Regions from separate parts of the Ovis aries genome. Here region 2 is linked to region 1. Evidence: chromatin contacts called from public Hi-C data. All regions are on one chromosome and are shown on one strand. Each heading gives the region's core, a stretch centred on a gene start, on an enhancer-like site or on the middle of the called end of the contact. The rest is flanking DNA. Distances are from core to core; before and after follow the strand shown.

What was found. A called contact is a pair of places that touch in the nucleus more often than the background predicts.
Region 2: a Hi-C map of liver shows a contact between it and region 1, with 6 times the contacts expected there. The contact joins two enhancer-like sites. A contact is called at or near these places in 12 of 16 Hi-C or Micro-C datasets (blood, hypothalamus, liver and 7 more).

Annotation. Positions count from the first base shown.
Region 1 is chr2:205,480,749-205,484,980 of ARS-UI_Ramb_v3.0, forward strand. All of the region lies in intron 4 of RAPH1 (Ras association (RalGDS/AF-6) and pleckstrin homology domains 1), which reads right to left. Among named protein-coding and RNA genes, the nearest start is that of RAPH1, 55 kb to the right of the region's middle. Within about 2 kb of position 2,068, at least 16 of the 54 cell types and tissues checked have an H3K27ac peak or open chromatin away from gene starts, as enhancers often do. A contact at or near this core is called in liver, where this site is marked.
Region 2 is chr2:205,805,530-205,809,761 of ARS-UI_Ramb_v3.0, forward strand. It overlaps a transcript of CTLA4 not described here. Among named protein-coding and RNA genes, the nearest start is that of CTLA4, 54 kb to the right of the region's middle. Within about 2 kb of position 2,027, at least 2 of the 54 cell types and tissues checked have an H3K27ac peak or open chromatin away from gene starts, as enhancers often do. A contact at or near this core is called in liver, where this site is marked.

The DNA.
Region 1 (4,232 bases), core at 818-3,317:
TACACCATGTCCTAGATCCCACTCATTCCCCCTCTAATATCCCAGTCTCTGACACTCAACTGGTCCAGCTTATTGGGGGCTGGGAAGGACAGAAAAATATTCTTTTGGGTACCCTCCTCTTGTTAAATTATTATTTTCTACTTTATACTGCCAAGTTTCCTGAATTCAGCTGCAGTGTACCTCTTGCACTTATAATTCCCTGCAATCTACCATCCACCTTTCTCCTCCAAAGTCTTCATCCTTTGAGTTGCAATGCATCCTGTAATTCATTCTTAAAGTCATCAATGACCTTTTAACCAACGTTTCTGTCTTTCCTCTCATAGTACTTGCCTTACTGCACTAAAACTGCTTTGGTTGTCTGTTCTGACATCCCTCTCGCCATACAATAAATTATAATCTCATAAAGACATTGTGTATTATGTTCACAGTTTTATCCCTTACAGCCCAGGTACTCCAGCATTTATGGAATGTATGAATAGCTATTCATGCCACAGGCTTGGCCAGACTAAGAGTGATTTTGCTTTCCTCTCTCTACATTTTCTCATTCAACATATTCTATAACACTGTGTCAGTCACCACATCAATGCGAGGCCTACCGAATCTATATTGCCAATATCCTCATTCTTAGGAAATGAGTACTTTGAGTATTAACAGCTAAAAGGGCATGAAAATGCAACCAACTCTCAACTGGTTCAGGGGAAAAAAATATATATATATATATAAAATAATACAGTAAATGTCGCAAAATGTTAAATTACTGAACATGAGTAAGAGTTTCATGAGTTCTTTATACTATTTTTTCAAATTTTTCTAAGTTTGACATTATCTCAAAATAAAAAGTTAAAAAATAAATCTATTCTCACTAGGCTCAGTCTCACATAAGCTCCCGTCATATTTCCAAATGCTTACTGGCTAGTTAAAAAAAAAATCATTATCTAAGGTGTTCAATAAGAGATGGCTACGTGCCATGTTAAACAGTATGATGGAACATTATTAGTTATTGAAATTCAACACATCCTTACCAAAAATGAATATGCACATGGGAAGTATCAAAGACAATGTGGACCAATTTTTAAATCTTTACTGAATTTTACTTTTTTTTTTTTTTTTGGCTAGGAGGTATATCTTAGCTGCCCGGCCAGGGATAGAACTTGTACCCCTTGTACTGGATGGTGAAAACTGCTGAACCACGAGGGAAGTCCCCAGTTTTTACTTTTTCTTTATCACTACTTTCATAAATCTAAAATCTGTGTTTAAAACACATATGTGAATGTGAAGGTCAACTCACATAAAATTTGCTCTATACCGTCTCAGTTTCAAAAAGTTTCATTTGTTACAAAGCTATCATGTTCTCTATCAATCTCTCAAAAACTCCACAAATCTCTGCAAAGTAAGTTATGAATCACTACTTTCTTGAACTGAACCTATAACATGTACCATTTATGAGCCAGAATCTTGTTGGGGAGGATGTGTAGAAAAGCAGTGATCTGAAATATGAGCCAAAATCAAGAAATGAATGACCTCCTATCAGAGTCATGGTTACAAAATACAACATTTTCTTTTGGTAGCTAACACTTTAAATAATAACTGGAAGAAGGTGGAGGTTTGTGAAAACATATTAATGTTTCAATAAAACAGATTTACATCCATCTTGTACTGAGGTTATGTGCTCTTCACAAATATTAAAAATAAATACAGCATGACGGTTACAAATCCAGACCTTTATGGGGTGGCCAGAGTGCCTGGGTTCAAGCACCAGCTCAGTATTTCCTGGCAATATGACTCTGGGCTTATTATTTAACCTGTTTCCTCATGTGTAAAATGGTGTAAAGATAGCATTTATCTCCAAATGTTACTATAAAAATTAAAGGAGAAATAATAACACTATTATTATTAGAAGAATGGGAAACCACCAGCCATCATTTGAATTTTATTTAAACCTCAATTCATTTAGATTACAGCTAGCTTACGGTTGTTAAAATTTTAACATATTCAGGAATATACTAAAACACCACCAGATGGGGATGTTACTACATAAATCTCTTTGCCTTTTTTTCTACTGCCCATGTAGTTCTGTCTCTAGGCTTGGATCTGAGACGCACTGGCTAGTCTAGCCTTGTCTAGATTCTCCTTCAATTTTATGATGAAGTAGCAAGGTAACGCTAATGCTGTAGGAGCTGTACAACCAGACTGCCTGGGTTCAAATCCTCGGGAAAGTTACCTAGTCACTTTCTGCTTTAGTTCCCTTCATTGTAAAACAGTGGTGAAAGTGAAAGAAAGCGAAAGTCTCTCAGTCGTGTCCGGCTCTTTGCAACCCCGTGGACTGTAGCCCACCAGGCTCCTCCGTCCATGGGATTCTCCAGGAAAGAATACTGGAGTGGGTTGCCATTTCCTTCTCCAGGGGATCTTCCTGACCCAGGGATTGAACCCAGGTCTCCCACATTGCAAGCAGATGCTTTAACCTCTGAGCCACCAGGGAATGGTACCTATTCTCAAGGCTCTATACAAACTCAGTGTTAAGACATGTAAAGCACCATGCCCAGCACAGAATAAGCAATAACACAGTAGCTGATATTATTTTCTATTTCCCCTCCTCTTCTCTTTATTCCTCTCCTAGATATTTAACTGGCCATTATATAGCCAGTATAAGGTTCTTTACCAGCTCTCCCAACACAAAACAAAACAGACTTAAAACCAAATAAAAATGCTTTTTCGCTTTTAGGTATCTAAGAAATCCACAAAACAAGGATCACGGCATATATGCCAGTGTTGACTGGGTGGTGTGTTTGTACCTATCCCTCTATTACCTTCCTAGGCCAGTGAAATCTAGAATTAAAACACCAAGTTGGTACATGTGGATAAATTTTCAGTGAGATGCAGCAACATAGCCATTAGAATTTTAGGAGAAACGTAGTTGTAATAACTAGTAACTCCAATCTTTCAGATACGCAGGCCTCTTAAAATTTCAGAAAGCCCTGAGCTCCCATCTAGTTATTATCTCAGAGCAAAAAGTTGCTTTCTGAGAATAACTGGGACCTCAATGCCAATGCCACTTGTTATTACAACAAACACAACTGCTGTTTTCTTTCCAATATCTCAAGATTTCTGCACACATTTATTCTTGAAATAGTTCTGGGAAGTGAAGGAAGTAAAGGAATTACACTGAAGCTATCATATGCTATGCTGCATATCACATTATTAACAACTGGTATAGCCACAGAGATTTCATTAAAAAAAAAACTCTATACACATGAGGGGGAAAAATACCCCACAGCATTGAAAAGCTTTAGTAGCTCAAATATTTAGGAATTTTTCCTATCAAAATATTTACAATACATCATCAAATATTCTTAAAGATTCAGCAAAACTTTTTGAACCTACCATAAGCTTCAGTATATGTTTCTAAAAGCATTTTTATTTTAAAAATATATTTTTGTGTATAAGATTCCAAATTCAGAGGAACTGTTAGTTTAAATCCCACCAGAAAATAAATATATAGGTATATTATAGCACTAACCTTTCATCAGTAAACCCTACTTTATATAAAACTTATAACATGCAATTACTATTTAAATTTGCAAACTGCTGTCTTATTAAAAAGTATTGTTTTATCTTTTAATGTGAATAAAAGTACCAGTAAGTCAACTGTAACATTTATTTCACGTTGCTATAGTCTTTATTAGAATTTACTTCAGCTACAATGAATTCTAAATTTAAAAACAGCAAATGAACACTACTGATGGATTTCATAAGAATACTAACATTATTCTGTAATTCATTTTTATGTTTATCCATAAACTCATATTTTTACGCTAAATCAAACATTCAGGAAATAATCATTTTTGATGATCAGCTTCACTTTATTTTTAAGATACTGATAAAAGCTGGGAGGCAAATGTTATAGTTTTGGAATTCAAAAACAGACTTCCCAGTTATTTGACCTACTTAATCCCCTCTTTGGAATAATGCCCCTACCAAAGGGATAGTTGGAGGCTTAAATGAAATAACATATGTGAAGTGCCTGAAAGCACAGTATTTCAACAAAAGTCAAGAAAGAGAAAGGCAAGAGAAAAAGACTTACTCTTCCTGATGTGAAATTATACTATGCCTAGCCCTGTTGGCTTCAGAGAGCAAGGAGGTAGAAAGAAAAGCTATACAATTACTTTGTTTTCAGATGGGCAGTTTGAATACCCACATCCCCAAGATACAATAGTACCAATCTCAAGTTGATT
Region 2 (4,232 bases), core at 777-3,276, 320 kb after region 1:
TGAGTTGTGGCATGCCAAATCTTCTGGTTGTAACATGTGGGATCTAGTTCCCTGACAAGGGATCGAACCCTGCCCCCTGAATCGGGAGCACAGAGTCTTAGCCACTGGACCACCAGGTCAGTCCCACTATTTTCGTTATTTTTTAAGTGTACAATTCAGTGACATTAAGTACCTTCACAGGTGTTGTATAACTATGACCACCATCCATTTCCAGAACTTAATCAGCTGCATCAGAAACTCTGTCTCCATTAAACAATGACTTCATCACCACCCTCATCTCCCCTCAGCCACTGATGACCCCTATTCTACTTTCTACATCTTTGATTTTGCATATTTTAGGTACCACAGGTCATACAATATTTATCCATTTGTGACTGACTCCATTTCGCATAGTATTTTCAAAGTTCATCCAATTGCAGCAAGCACCAGTACTTCACTCCTTTCCATGACCGAATAACATTCCATTGTATGGATATGCCACATTTTGTGTATCCAATTACATGACACTTGGGTTGTCTTAGTCCGTTCAGGCTGCTGTAATGAATTACCACAGACTGGGTTGCTTCTAAAGAATAGAAGTTTATTTTTCACAGTTCTAGAGGTTCAAAGTCCGAGATCAGAGTGTCAGCATGGTCTGGTTCTGTTGAAGATCCTCTTCTGCATGGCAGAAGGCCGACTTCTCATCCTGGTAGAAGGGGAAAAGGATCTCTGTGGGGCCTCTTTCATGGCAACACTAGTCCCTTTCATGGGGGCTCTACCCTCATGACATGCTCACCTCCTAAAGACCCTGTCTCAGTACCATCACATTGTGCATTAGGATTTCAAGATAGGAATTTGGGGGAGACAGAAACATTCAGAGCATAGAGGTTGTTTCCAAAGTTTCACTACTGTAAATCATGCTGCCGTGAACATTGGTGTATAGACATCTGTTCAAGTTCCTGCTTTCAGTTCTTCTCCGATTCCACCCACGTGGTAATTCTCTGGTTAACTTTTTGAGATGCTACCAAATGCACTTTACATTTTATCTACTCTTCACAAACTGGCCATTGTTGAAATCACACATTAAAATTCTGATGGAGAGGGGCCTCCTACTCTGGATCCAGGTTATCCCCGGCAGGCTGATACTGCCCATTGCCTCCACTGGGGGACTCCCGTGAATTATATGCCTCAGTGAGCTGGATGGAATTTTCATTTTAGAAATGGGAAACAAATGTAACAGGCTGAATCAGCAGTATTCCCACTCTTCTCCTGGTAATGAGAGCTCTGCTAACTTTCCCAGACTCTGCCCTTTGCAGCCTTATTGGGTCTATACTGGATTCCCTTGACCAGTGGAGACTTGGAACCATAAAGTTCCAGGAGGGAGCTGTTTTCACTCCTATGTCCGACCTCAAGCCAACCTGTCACAGATTTATCAAGGAGGGGGAAGATGGCCTTAGTTCATCTCATGCTCCAGTAATAGTTCTAAGTGTGCGTTCTTCTAGCGGATAAGAACGTGGTCACCGGAGCCAGATGGCTTGTGTTCAGATCCCAGCTCTACTATTTGTTGTGTGATCTTCATTAAAATTATTTCACATTTCACTGTGCTTCAGCTTCCTCACCTATAAATAGGGGATGGATGACAGTGCTTTACTTATTTCACATGATTGCCATGAGGGTTACCTGAGTTGACGTGGTTAAGCAAGTACTTTAAAAAGGTGCCTACACTCTGGAAGGGCTCTGCAAGTGGGGGGTCATGTTAGCAGTACTGACCTTATGATTATGCCCAAGAATGTAAATTCTCTAAACTGTAACAGTTAATAGAGAACTGATTATAGATTACCACTGTAGCTCTGGTAATTAAAAACAAAAGAACAAAATTAGGAGGACACAGATGAACGAAGCATGGAGAGACACAGTCATATGGTTTGAAAAAGCCATTAGACTTTAACTGTCTTTGGCCTGATGTCACAAGCTTAGAAAATGCTAACAGTTGGCCTCTGAAATTTGTTAGACCTGCCTGATTCTGTGATCTGTATCTGTAGCAAGATATTTATTCAGTAGTCACCTTGTGCCATCTATAGGTCAGTATGATTTACTGCAATAACTGAAGAGTAGGCTGTGATAATCTTCAGACACAAAATGATTGACTTGATTTTCAAAACCTACTCACACCTCCTTTTTGCTCGGGAAAGCCTTTCTCCTTTTTTGGTTTGTTCTTTGCTTTTGTTTTTGGTAGATGCAATGCTTTTCGTGACTATAAATAATCCTCTCTATGGAACAAGGGGAGAAATTTTGCCTTGAGATGCAGCTGTGAGTGAGGAGGGCATTGCATACCCAGATTCCATTTGCTCACATGTTCCTCACAACCAGGAAATCTTTCCTTCTATGTTAAATGGCCAAGACATCATTTTAAAAATCCAGTGAAGCTTGCATTTTCCCACAGTAAGGGGGGTGAACCAGGAATTGGAGCGATTTCTGCTTTCTATTGTCCTGGTGTTTTATTCTTAGCACCAGTGGCATAGGAAAGGCCATTGATTGTGATGCAGGGAACCCTAAGTGCTGTAAGGGGCAATGCAGGCAGGGGAAATCAGGGAGGACTGTCTGGAGGGGATGAAGTGGGCTCTGGATTTTAGAAGAATGCGGGTGGCAGGAAAAGGGATGACTGGTGGCAGTGATGACCCATTGCCCTCTATACTATACTCTGTGTTTACCGATCAAGAAGGCCTCATCATATAAAAAGAAGAAACTCGTTTCTCATAAGTCTGCCTCATATCAAGCTTTTTCCTTTGGGTCTTCATGTCTTTGTCTCTTTCCTGTTTCCATTCTAAGTTCCCTTACCCTCTTCCTGGTCCAAACCATACTAGTTTCCTTTAGTTTCTGGAAAGCATCATGCTCCCCATCACCGGAGGTTTTTGCATCAGCTGCCCACCCCTACCCCCGGTATGGAACCATCCTCATCTTGGTAACTCTTCTTCATCCTATAGACCTCAGATGAAAAGTCACTTCCGGAAGGAGGCCCTGCCTGATCCCCCAGACCAGGTGGAATCTCCTTGTACATGCTGTGCTTTGCATTCTTCCCTCTCCTTTGGAACTCCTGTCACACTTGTCAGGTTACAGGTCTAACAGATGTCTTTTCTATACGCAGGTATGGGGCTGTCTGTATTCCCATGGACCAGAAAGAGGCCCATGCAAGGGTCAGGAAGGAAAAAATAGCAGAAAAATTGTACATCTTCCACTATTAAGTTTTCTTTGATGGTTTATTTTAGAGGCCAAGCTAACAGTGCCCAGTCACCAATGCATGGTAGTATTGGTGTAGGAGAATGTAGTGGGTACCATTTTCTCAGTCCAGAAATGGGGCAGGTGCTCTGGTGGCACTCTGTGGACAGAGGAGGGACAATGCTCTAGGGTGGAACTTCTGCCGTCACTCCTGCCCCTGGGGATGGAGTAGGATGGTAACTCTGCAGGGTCAGGGGTAGGGGAGCGGGTGAGTGCTGGTTGCAATATAAGACCATCAAATGCAGGAAAAGGGAAAGTGGACTTTCCCCCTTCAATTAATTGAGAAAAGCCATTTCCCAGAGTGCAGAGGAGAATTGGAAAGATGGATTAAGTCTGTAGTGCAATCTTTTAAAATGTACATGATATTAGATAGTAAGCTATACATAAACCACAAAGAAGATTGTGCAGAGGCTTAAATGGGTTGACACCAACTGCAGATCCAAGCATTATGAACTGAGAGGAGACAGGATGAGAAAGACTAAGTGACCCAGTTCTAAGCCTCATCTTTTATCTCGAATATAATAAAATCTTGAGGTCTTGTTAAAAAAAATAACGTATATACTATTTTGAAGGTGAGAAAGAGAAAAGGTATCCTGTGAGGTTAATTTGGCTGCAGTATTTAGGGTGAATTAGAGAAGACTGGTCCGGATCAGAAGAGTGAGCATTAGGGCTGGAATGGACTTCACGACGCGGCGTTTGAAGGAAGACTTAGAGCTCAGAGCCTTTGGGGTGCTAAGGGTCCCTGTGGGGCATCTGGCTTAGTATTTAGCGTCAGGATAGTCCTGTGAGTGTCCTGCCAGGATTATCTGAGGCTCATGAGAGAACTGCTTTGGGTTGCCAGCAGGAAGCACCTGGCTTGGCAAAGCTGGGACAAAAGTAAGAACTGGTGTTAGCATGCCATCGTTTGATTGGCCAAAGAGATGTGAGATTGACCAAGAGGAGGGGAAGACACTAGGTCTTGAGGACTATACCATGAT